Linked DNA regions of Mus musculus: regions 1 and 3 are each linked to region 2. Evidence: chromatin contacts called from public HiChIP or PLAC-seq and promoter capture Hi-C data. All regions are on one chromosome and are shown on one strand. The core of a region is the stretch at or near the end of the contact, and the rest is flanking DNA. Distances in the headings are between cores, read along the strand shown.

Region 1 (2,873 bases), core at 278-2,777, 1.1 Mb before region 2:
AGGAGCGAGGGCAGTGACCAGCCTTTGAAAGGCCACACCTAATGAGGGGCGCCTATGTGTGCTGTCCATGATGCTGGCAGCCCATCACCACACTCCCGAGTGGCAGGGCCCAAAGCTCTGGGTAACTAAATGTCAGCCCTGGACCCTATTATGCCTCCAAAAGACACATTTTCATGTGCTCCAGCGGAATAGCATGTGACACAGGACTCCCAACTGTGGGGCAGAGCTCAGAGCTCTCGGCGAAGACACGCGGGGACGGGGGGGGGGCGGGGGGGGAGAGACCACAGGCTTTTAGGTTTTTAAAGATCAGGGCGGCAAAAACACACACAGGAAAAATAACCTTTACTAAAGATTGCCTCAGCGCCCTTCAGCCAGACGAATGGAGCTACAGCAAGTGCAGAATTGAAACGCGAAAAGAAAATCTGGGCGCTGCAGTCTCCAAGCGCTGGCTCAAGTCGTGGGCTTCCCAGGGCTGCCTACCCTGTCCGCTCGCAGCTGCTCCCCAAAGGCGACAAGATCTGTCCGCTTCGCTCGGGCACACGGCCGGCCGCGGCTGGAAAAGCGACCAGCTTGGGATGTTCAGCTGCGGCTTTGGCGGAGCAGTCTACTCTGCCCGGCTCGCAACTCGCACGGACCCAAGGCGAGCCGAGCCCCGCCCAGCCGGTGGCCCAAGCGCAGCAGCTAGCCGCAGCGACCCGGTTCCCAGACCCGGAGGCCCGCCAGCCGCGCAGCCGGCCGGTGACAGCCAATGTAAGCGCGCTTCTGCGCGCGTCAGCTTCCCGGCTCGGCGCGCAGCGCTAACTTCACCCCGGCCCCTACCGTCCCAGCCGCCCGTAGGACTCACCTTCTCCTAGCAGCGGCAGGAGCAAAATCAGCTTCAGCCCCAGCCCTGCGGCGCCGGACGTCGCTTTCGCCATCGCCCGTGCGCGCGAGGGCCGCGGTTGAGGAGCAGGCGGGTCTCGGCGGCGGTGGGGTGCGGCGCTCAGCCGGGCCTCCCCATGCCAGCCCGGGCGCAGCGGGCACTGCGGGCGCGTTGCGTCCGGGCGCGACTCCCAGCTGCGGACTCGGAGCCGCTCTCTGCTGTTGCTTGCACGGCTCCGGTTGCGGTACTGATGAGAGACCTGCGCTGCCTGCGCCCGGGGAGCGGACTGGGGCAGGGCAGGGCGCAGAGGGAGTGGCAGCGAGAGGGGCGGGACCAGGGGTGCGGGTGTGTGTGGAGGGGCGGGGCTCCAGGTACTGTGTGGGGCAAGGTGGGGCGGCACCCGACTGCTAGGGGAACCTCTATTTCCTCTCTAGATGAGCGCGGGTCGGAGCTGGGTGCGTGTGGGTTGTGGTGCGGGTGCTGGTCTACTAAAGGTAACCTGGATCCATGATCATTTGCCGGCATAGCCACTTTCTCACCCCGTGCGTCTCGCTTGCTGTTTCTGTTAGTCCTTTCCCGCCGCCCAGAAAGAGCAACACAGAAGATTCGGCGTCTGGGCCGACTGGTCACCTATACTCGCAGAGACCCAGAGTCTAGAATGATGTCCCTCCAGTCTCTGGACGCGAAGAGCATCCTCCGCCATTTATCAAGGGGGCGGGAGTGAGAAGCGCGTTTGGAGCCTGCAGCTTCTTCTGGGGTTAGAGGCGGGAAGAGGGGAGGAGCCCTGATCAAGAGAAAGAGGGACAGAGAGCCTGCTTCCAGTGTACAACATATCATGTGGTGAAGACGGTTGGGGGTCCTGTTGGGCTTGTTTGTGATTCCCAGGACCGGTACAACCAATAGGACCAAGACACTGGCTAATTGCACACCTTTCAAAGAGACCTGCTACCGTTGTCGTCTGGTGCAGTGCTGGGAATTGTATGCGCTTATCCCACCAAATAGAAGAGCTCTTAGGATGTGAACTGACTGATAGGGCAGCGGCTACAGGGGTGTTGGGAAGGATGAAAAGAGAAGTTTGCCAGAAGAATCGAACTCTCCCTTCCCCAAATTATGACTAAATATATTTACCCTTGATATGGGAGCCTCTAGGCAGGAAATAGAAGGTCGGATGCAGGCTCTAGATGCCTGTGAGGAAAACCCATCTCTCCCTACTCCCAGCTGCTTTTTGAAGCATGGCTTGCAACTAGTAATGGAAGGAAAGAAAAACAGACGCCTGTAGGACCTTGGAGTGAACAAACAGGTCCTGGAACCTGAGTCTGGGGAGGGGCTCAGCTGCTCCTCTCCTTCAGTATGCAGAGCCCCACCCTCCTGCCCGACTGAGCTCAGGGTTGAATAAGCAATCTCTGTACATCACTCTGCAGATATGAAGTCAAAGTGAAGTCACCCTCACAGGCAGGAGCAGAAGCTGCCAAGACATAGGCTGACTTGGGACCAGGCCAGCTGAGATCTTATTCAGAGCCTGCCTGCTGATCCGTGGGTATCCAGACCACCAGCCTTCTAACCTAGAAGAGGCACCTTGAGATCACTGGCCTTGGGTTTATGGGGATGGAATTAGTCACAAGGTGCTAATACACTGGATCCCTGGAGTTATCACTTGGGCCTGTGTCCAAGGAAGGGACCTGAACAGGAAGGTTCTCTCTCTCTCTCTCTCTCTCTCTCTCTCTCTTCCTTCCTTCCTTCCGTTCTCTCTTTCTCTCTCTCCCTCTCTTTCTTCCTTCCTCCCTTCCTCTCGCTCTCTCTCTTTCTCTCTTTCTCTCTTTCTCTCTTTCTTTTTTTCCCCCCTACAAACAGGTTCCTGTGGCTGTTTTCCAATAGAATGCAAAGAGAAAAGAGGTCTGGTCCACTCTTCCAACCAGCCTCACTCTCATACCTTCTTCACCGACACTGGGATGAACTCTGCCCATTTTAAGGACCCAGGCAAGAGTACACTCTTGTCTCTTCCTCAGGCCTT
Region 2 (2,974 bases), core at 115-2,614:
ACATGCTGGCTCCTTCCCCTCCCCCCACCTGCTGTAGTTATCTAAGCTGTGGGCCTGTCAATCTGAGTCACACAAGGCAATGCCCAACAAACCCTGGCAGCCTGGTGCCAACATCCCCACCACCACCCTGGAATGCAGACAGCTGGGGGTGGGAGGCAGAGCAACCAATCAGAGCCCAGTCCCAGACCTGCCGGCCATACAGGAATTTGAACTGCAGATTCCTGGGCAGAATTCAGCGTTATGAAATGGGCCTGGGGCTCCTGAGAAGCAGTGTCCTGCTCCGAGTTGGCCATCCATGCCCATATGAGCCAGGCAGCAGGTGAATGTGACCTCGCTGTACGCTGCCCCCTACACTAAGCACCCGGGGCTTGGAAGGCATCTGACCCACCTGCTGCAAAGGGCATTATGCAGTGGTGGACCACCTAAGCATCTCGGGCTCCTGGTTTGTTTGGCCATCTAGTGTGCTAAAAATCAAGGCCTGGGTTTGTAAGGAAGAACTACCAGACACCCCTCCTTCACTCCCAGCCACACCCCCACCAAGGAGGCTCTATCAGGACTGCAAAGACTATTCCAACTAGGAAGGGCTCCTTTGCACCCTTGTTCAAGGACAGCTACCTCGGGGCCAGCAAGGCCAGCAAGAGCAACTGGTATAAAGGTCCAGCCTGCGCCTCCTCACTCAGTGGGTCCTCCACCCTCCACCCTCACTCAGGCCTCTCAGAATGCCAGCCTGTTTCCAACACCCAAGCTGTCTCCCCCTCCCATAGCTGCCGCTCCTCCCGCTGCAGGGACATTTCCATGCTACCCGGGGCCATCATGTGGCACCAGCACTGCTCTCCTCCCTGTCCCCTCCTCCATACCCCCTCCTTAGCAGAATACACCGCTATGTCCCCAGCACTAAGGAGTCAGAGTTCCTAATGCTCTGTACCTTTGGGTTGCCCAGGTTATCTGGTCCTAAGTGGTTCCCCCACCCCACCTCAGCAACTGCCCTGGGAAGAAAGCCCTGATCATCGTGCAGGGACAGGTGGTCCCTAGTTCCCATACCCAAGCCCTTTGCGCCAACCCCATTCTCTCCCAGAAGCCGCTCACAACTCACCTTTTTGCACCGGGACCTGATGCTCAGACCAGGTAGCCGGACACACGGGCAGCTTGGCAGGCAGAACGCAGGGATGTCCGGTCTGGTTCAGGGCAGCGGGAGACTGGGCAGCGCCTGTGAAGGAGGCGGACCCGCAGGCTGAGCTGCCGCTGCCGGGGAGGGGGCTGCGGGGTCAGCGACAAACTGAAGCGAAAGAGGGAGGGCGGGAGGAAGACAGACCGAAGAGGGGGAGAGGTAGAAGGATCAGAGCGCGCGTGCTCAACAGCAAGCAAGCAGAGGGAGGAGAGCGCGCAGCGGAGTGACAGCTGGGGCGCATCTGCGATGGCGGGCGCGCGCACCGGCCTCCGAAGCTCTGTGGCAGCAGGAGAGCGTTTGTGGGTGAATCTCCGCTGCCCCAGACTACAGGTACTACAGGTACCCTTATCTCCTCTCACCTCCCAGGAGCGGCCATCTCTGGCTGTCTAGAAGGCAGGACCTTCCAAGGGGTACAGGACCCAAAACACAGCCCCGCTGACTGTCTTGGATCTTAGACCTGCCGGAACACTAGGTCTGTCTCCTGTGTCAGACCCCAGTTCTGATAAGGAAAAACCAGCTCCTTAAAGGCTGAGTTCCTCTTACAAGAGGAACGCTGAGGGTCCTCAGAGATGCCAAGGCAACAGAAAGCCCTTTAGACAAGGGGCTGAGTCTGTAGATGTGACCACCCTTGGCCAGGACTATTTGGGAGAGAGAGGTGTCAGAGCACGCAGCTGCAACCTGAAGGAACAACAAGCAGAGACCATGTGCCTCTGTGCACACGGGGAACTGAAGGAGCTGGCCTTGGTGGTCTAAGACCTCTCTCCCAATCAAGACAGAGCAAGTCTAACACATTGCCATTCACTGGCATAAAGAGTGTTCCTTCCAATGCGGGGCTGAGCCAGAGGCTAAGCCAGAAGAGAAGCTGGACTTCCCAGCCTGCAGCCTGAAACAGGCCTCATTCCTTTACATCCTGCCTGTTCAGCAGATGATCTAGCTTGTAGGTAACACAGCATGAATATGTATCTCAGGGTCCTTTCTCTATGTTATATGCAGGGCTGGGCGCGCCTTGATTCAGGACTGCAATCCAGCAGAGCTGAGAGAGTCCCCATCCTCTCTGAAGTTCCCTGTGCCTGCCCTTTCAACAAGGCAACCAGCCACTACCCTAACACTCTCCCAGCTCCTGCCTCAGCAAAACAGACCCTTCAGGAGCACGGTGATCTCTGTGCATAGTGATCTATCCCTGCCTTAAAAACTCAGCTCTGGAAGGTGGGGGTGGGGGCAAGATGGCTCTCCTAGCAGGTAGCAGCACTTGCTGTCAAGCCTAATAGCCTGGGGTCAACCCCGAGAACCCACATGGAGATAAGAGACTCCCACAGGCTGTCCTTGGGATGGACACACACACACACACACACACACACACACACACACACACACACACCATATAAGTAAAATTAACAGCAACACCCAACATCCCTCTACAGGGATTTTTTTTCTCTGTACCACTTTATAGTTCTGATCACAGAGGAGTCCGTGTGGTAGCTTTTTGTCCTGTATTGTGAGCTGTTTGGGGGTAACTTGCCTTACCTTTCCCTATCACCCACAGCTCTATGCCCTCCTGTTGGTTAAATCTATGCTTTTGCTTCTCAAGTAGTTAGCAGCTGAGCAGTTACCCCGTGCTGAGTTCTCAACTTACAGAATAAGCAGGTGGGTTGAGCTCTGAAATTGCCTCCACCCAGGAATCCTAGGATGCTGGCACTCCCTGAGTACCTTCCAGGCCACTGCTATCAGCTGCACAAATCAGGCCCCTCCCTCACAGTCCCTGTTTAGCCAATCATAGGCCAAGAAGGATCAACACAGGTGCAGAGG
Region 3 (2,819 bases), core at 83-2,582, 1.4 Mb after region 2:
TGCTTGCAATTCCAGTTCCAAGAGATCCAGTGCTCAGTTCTGACTTCCATTGTGCATATAAGATACAGGCAGTCATTTACATGTACAATCCTGTATGTCAATTAAAAATAGATCTACTGTAAACAAAATAGAACTTAATTCTTAGAACTTGATGTAGATCAATTGATAAGAGTGTCTGCGGCCGGTGTGGTGGCGCACACCTTTGATCCCAGCACTCGGGAAGCAGAGGCAGGTGGATTTCTGAGTTCGAGGCCAGCCTGGTCTACAGAGTGAGTTCCAGGACAGCCAGGGCTATACAGAGAAACCATGTCTCAAAAAACAAACAAAAAAGAGTGTCTATACTGTGTGTGAGGCCTCAAGTTCCAACTTCCAACTCCAGATGAAGCTGGGTGTGTGTCAGAGAGGCAGGAAGCTCAAAATCAAGTCCTCTTGTATACATAGCTTACAGCTTAGGATACACAAGATCCTATCTCAAAAGAAAGTGTCTATTCTACACAAATCATTTTGACGAAACAATGCTAAATCCTGTATACAACAAAAAATACTATCTTCTACTACTAGTGAGCTTGATTTTAAAACTTGTTTGTGCAGTATTGTTCTGATCTCTCCCTGAAAATATTAATAACGGAGAAATACCTAGCTGGAGTCTTCTGGAAGGGGAATGGCTTATGATCTGTGGCTATTATGTACATGGTGTCTTTGGCTGTGGCTCTTTTCTCCTGGGTGGCTGTAAATCCTTCCAGCTCGGCCAGGAGTGGCAAAGCTCTGAGCACCGATGCTGCTGCCTGTCAGGGCAGACTTCCCTGTCCTCACCCCCCACTTCGCTCTGGTAGCTTGGCCTTGTTGATCTGTTGCCCTGGATTCAGTTCCTTGAGCTTTTGAAAGGACAGTGTTTGTGCATTTGTTTCTGTCTCCTTTGTGCTTACAAGGCTCACTCCTCTAGTTTCCTGAGGCAGTTTTAGCAAAAGCTTTCAGTGCACAGTGAAGTGCTGTAGCAGCCAAGAAGGCAGCTGGGAAATGCCCAGATTGAGCTATTGTATCCTGGAGTCCCTGCCCCCGTGCCTCCATGACACGAATTTTAATGCAGGTGCCTTGAGACCATTTGAGGAGTGGAAAACCACAACTTGCTCATCCTGTGGGCTCATTTCTGACCACATAGGACCATTCACCCTGGTCTGGCTGAGCAGAGGTTTTGAAGCAGTGAAGCCAGCTCCTCAGATTGTATCACGAGTTTTAACTCTAGGGAAGAGTTAAGTCTTTATAGGAAGGAAGGCAAAGACAAGATCCAGCACAGCCGGGCCTGGAGTATACCAAACACAGATGTGGAGTGACCCCTAAACGCCTTGTCCGTAAGTACAGTTGCCCTTGCTGTCCTTAGGGATCGGTTCCAGAATTCCCAGTGCTAAGTCCCAGTGCTTAAGTCCCCATGTAACTTGGTATTTGCATACCATCTATGCACATGGCCCTGTATATTGTTGTCTCTTTTAAAAACCCCATGTATAGAGCTGTCACGCTGTACTGTTGAGCACTGACGAGAGAAAATGTCTGTGCATACTCAGCACAGAATCCCCACTCCCGCAGTTTGCTGCATCCACTTGAGGCCCAGCAGACTGATGAGCAGCATCTGCCTGGCACTTTGCCTGCTCCTTCAGAATACAGAGGAAAGACTACTGTCCTTTCCTCAGTTAGTAAAGGGGGACACATTGAAGGAAACCAGCCTACAGCAACCAAAGTGCTGGAAGGGATGGTGCTTAGCCAGAGGTGAAGAGGGTGAAGTCTGGTTTGTTACTCATTGCAGCAGGGTGGTTCTTGGTGTGTTCACACCATTTGGCCTGGACAGACATCAGTGCACAGGTTAAGTCTGACCTGGTATCTGTCAGACAGTAACCTACGTTATGAACAAACATCACCTAGAACCTGGTTTAAATGTAGGTTCTGTGCCTTCCTCCTCCTGCCTGATCAGCCCATGAAGTGCCCAGCCCCCTGATGTGAGACACCCTCTTTGATGATGCATCACAGACCATAAGAGCACCCCCATAGTGGAAGGACCTGGCATCAAATCTAGGGCTTTACACCTTTCTGATCTGAGCTGAATTTTACCTTCATACCTAGCGGATATATCTATCTCCACTAACGTCTCCTGAAGAACTATGGAAGGCAGCTTATGTTGCTGACTAAATGGTAACAGATGTCCTCTCATCTATACTTGGGAAGAAATAGCAAAGCTGACGAACTCCCTTACTGTCCACCCTGACTTAGGCCACCTGCTGTCTTCCTTTCATTGGTCTCAGTCCAGTTCAGTTTCCCATTTTCTCTGCACCTCAAAGTTTTCAAACTGTGGCCCTAATATCAAAACTGTAGTCCTTTGCTATCTAACAGCCTACTAATAATACATGATAGTCCCTCAGCTGCTGCAACATTTTAGTTAACAAGCTCCTGCCAGACTGCCTCTTACTGGTTTCCTGGGCTACACAAAACCTGCCTTAAAGAGATTGGTTTTCATGATGCACTCAAGATTGAAAGCCAGCCAGAAAGTTGGAAAGCTTGACTGTGTACCTGTGTCATTAGGGTATCCCGGTAACATAAGACTTGGTCATTGGGCCTGGGGGGTTGGAAATACTGCCTTCCTAGCTGACTTGGGATCTTGCAGGGCCACTCTGGAAGCAAGTAGACCTTTGATCCTGCCTGGAAATTTGCTTAAAGAGAGTTCAGGTGCATCTCTTAACTTTGCTGTACTTTTCCAGACCCATCACCCTTCTTTCTCTCTGCCTGTAACCGAACCAAAGCCAACCAAAGCTGAAGCTGCCTGCTCCCCTGAT

The links. HiChIP or PLAC-seq counts read pairs in DNA pulled down with a chosen protein or histone mark. Capture Hi-C pulls out chosen DNA fragments and counts their contacts.
Region 1: a contact with region 2 is called in a FOXA1 HiChIP or PLAC-seq map of pancreatic cancer cells. The contact joins the promoter of Ret here to the promoter of Lrtm2 in region 2. A contact is called at or near these places in 4 of 39 promoter capture datasets (embryonic stem cells and liver), 1 of 115 datasets of contacts at active chromatin or transcription factors (pancreatic cancer cells) and 1 of 9 other capture datasets (embryonic stem cells).
Region 3: a promoter capture Hi-C map of pancreatic islet shows a contact between it and region 2. The contact joins the promoter of Slc25a18 here to the promoter of Lrtm2 in region 2. A contact is called at or near these places in 2 of 9 other capture datasets (liver and pancreatic islet).

The regions. Positions count from the first base shown.
Region 1 is chr6:118,196,217-118,199,089 of GRCm38.p6, forward strand. Ret (ret proto-oncogene) reads right to left here and starts at 1,528. Exons shown (of 19, transcript NM_001080780.1): 1 at 845-1,528. The coding sequence starts at 917.
Region 2 is chr6:119,329,402-119,332,375 of GRCm38.p6, forward strand. Lrtm2 (leucine-rich repeats and transmembrane domains 2) reads right to left here and starts at 1,365. Exons shown (of 5, transcript NM_172492.3): 1 at 1,094-1,365. All of the region lies in intron 26 of Cacna2d4 (calcium channel, voltage-dependent, alpha 2/delta subunit 4), which reads left to right.
Region 3 is chr6:120,772,436-120,775,254 of GRCm38.p6, forward strand. It overlaps Slc25a18 (solute carrier family 25 (mitochondrial carrier), member 18), which reads left to right and starts at 1,333. Exons shown (of 10, transcript NM_001081048.2): 1 at 1,333-1,349.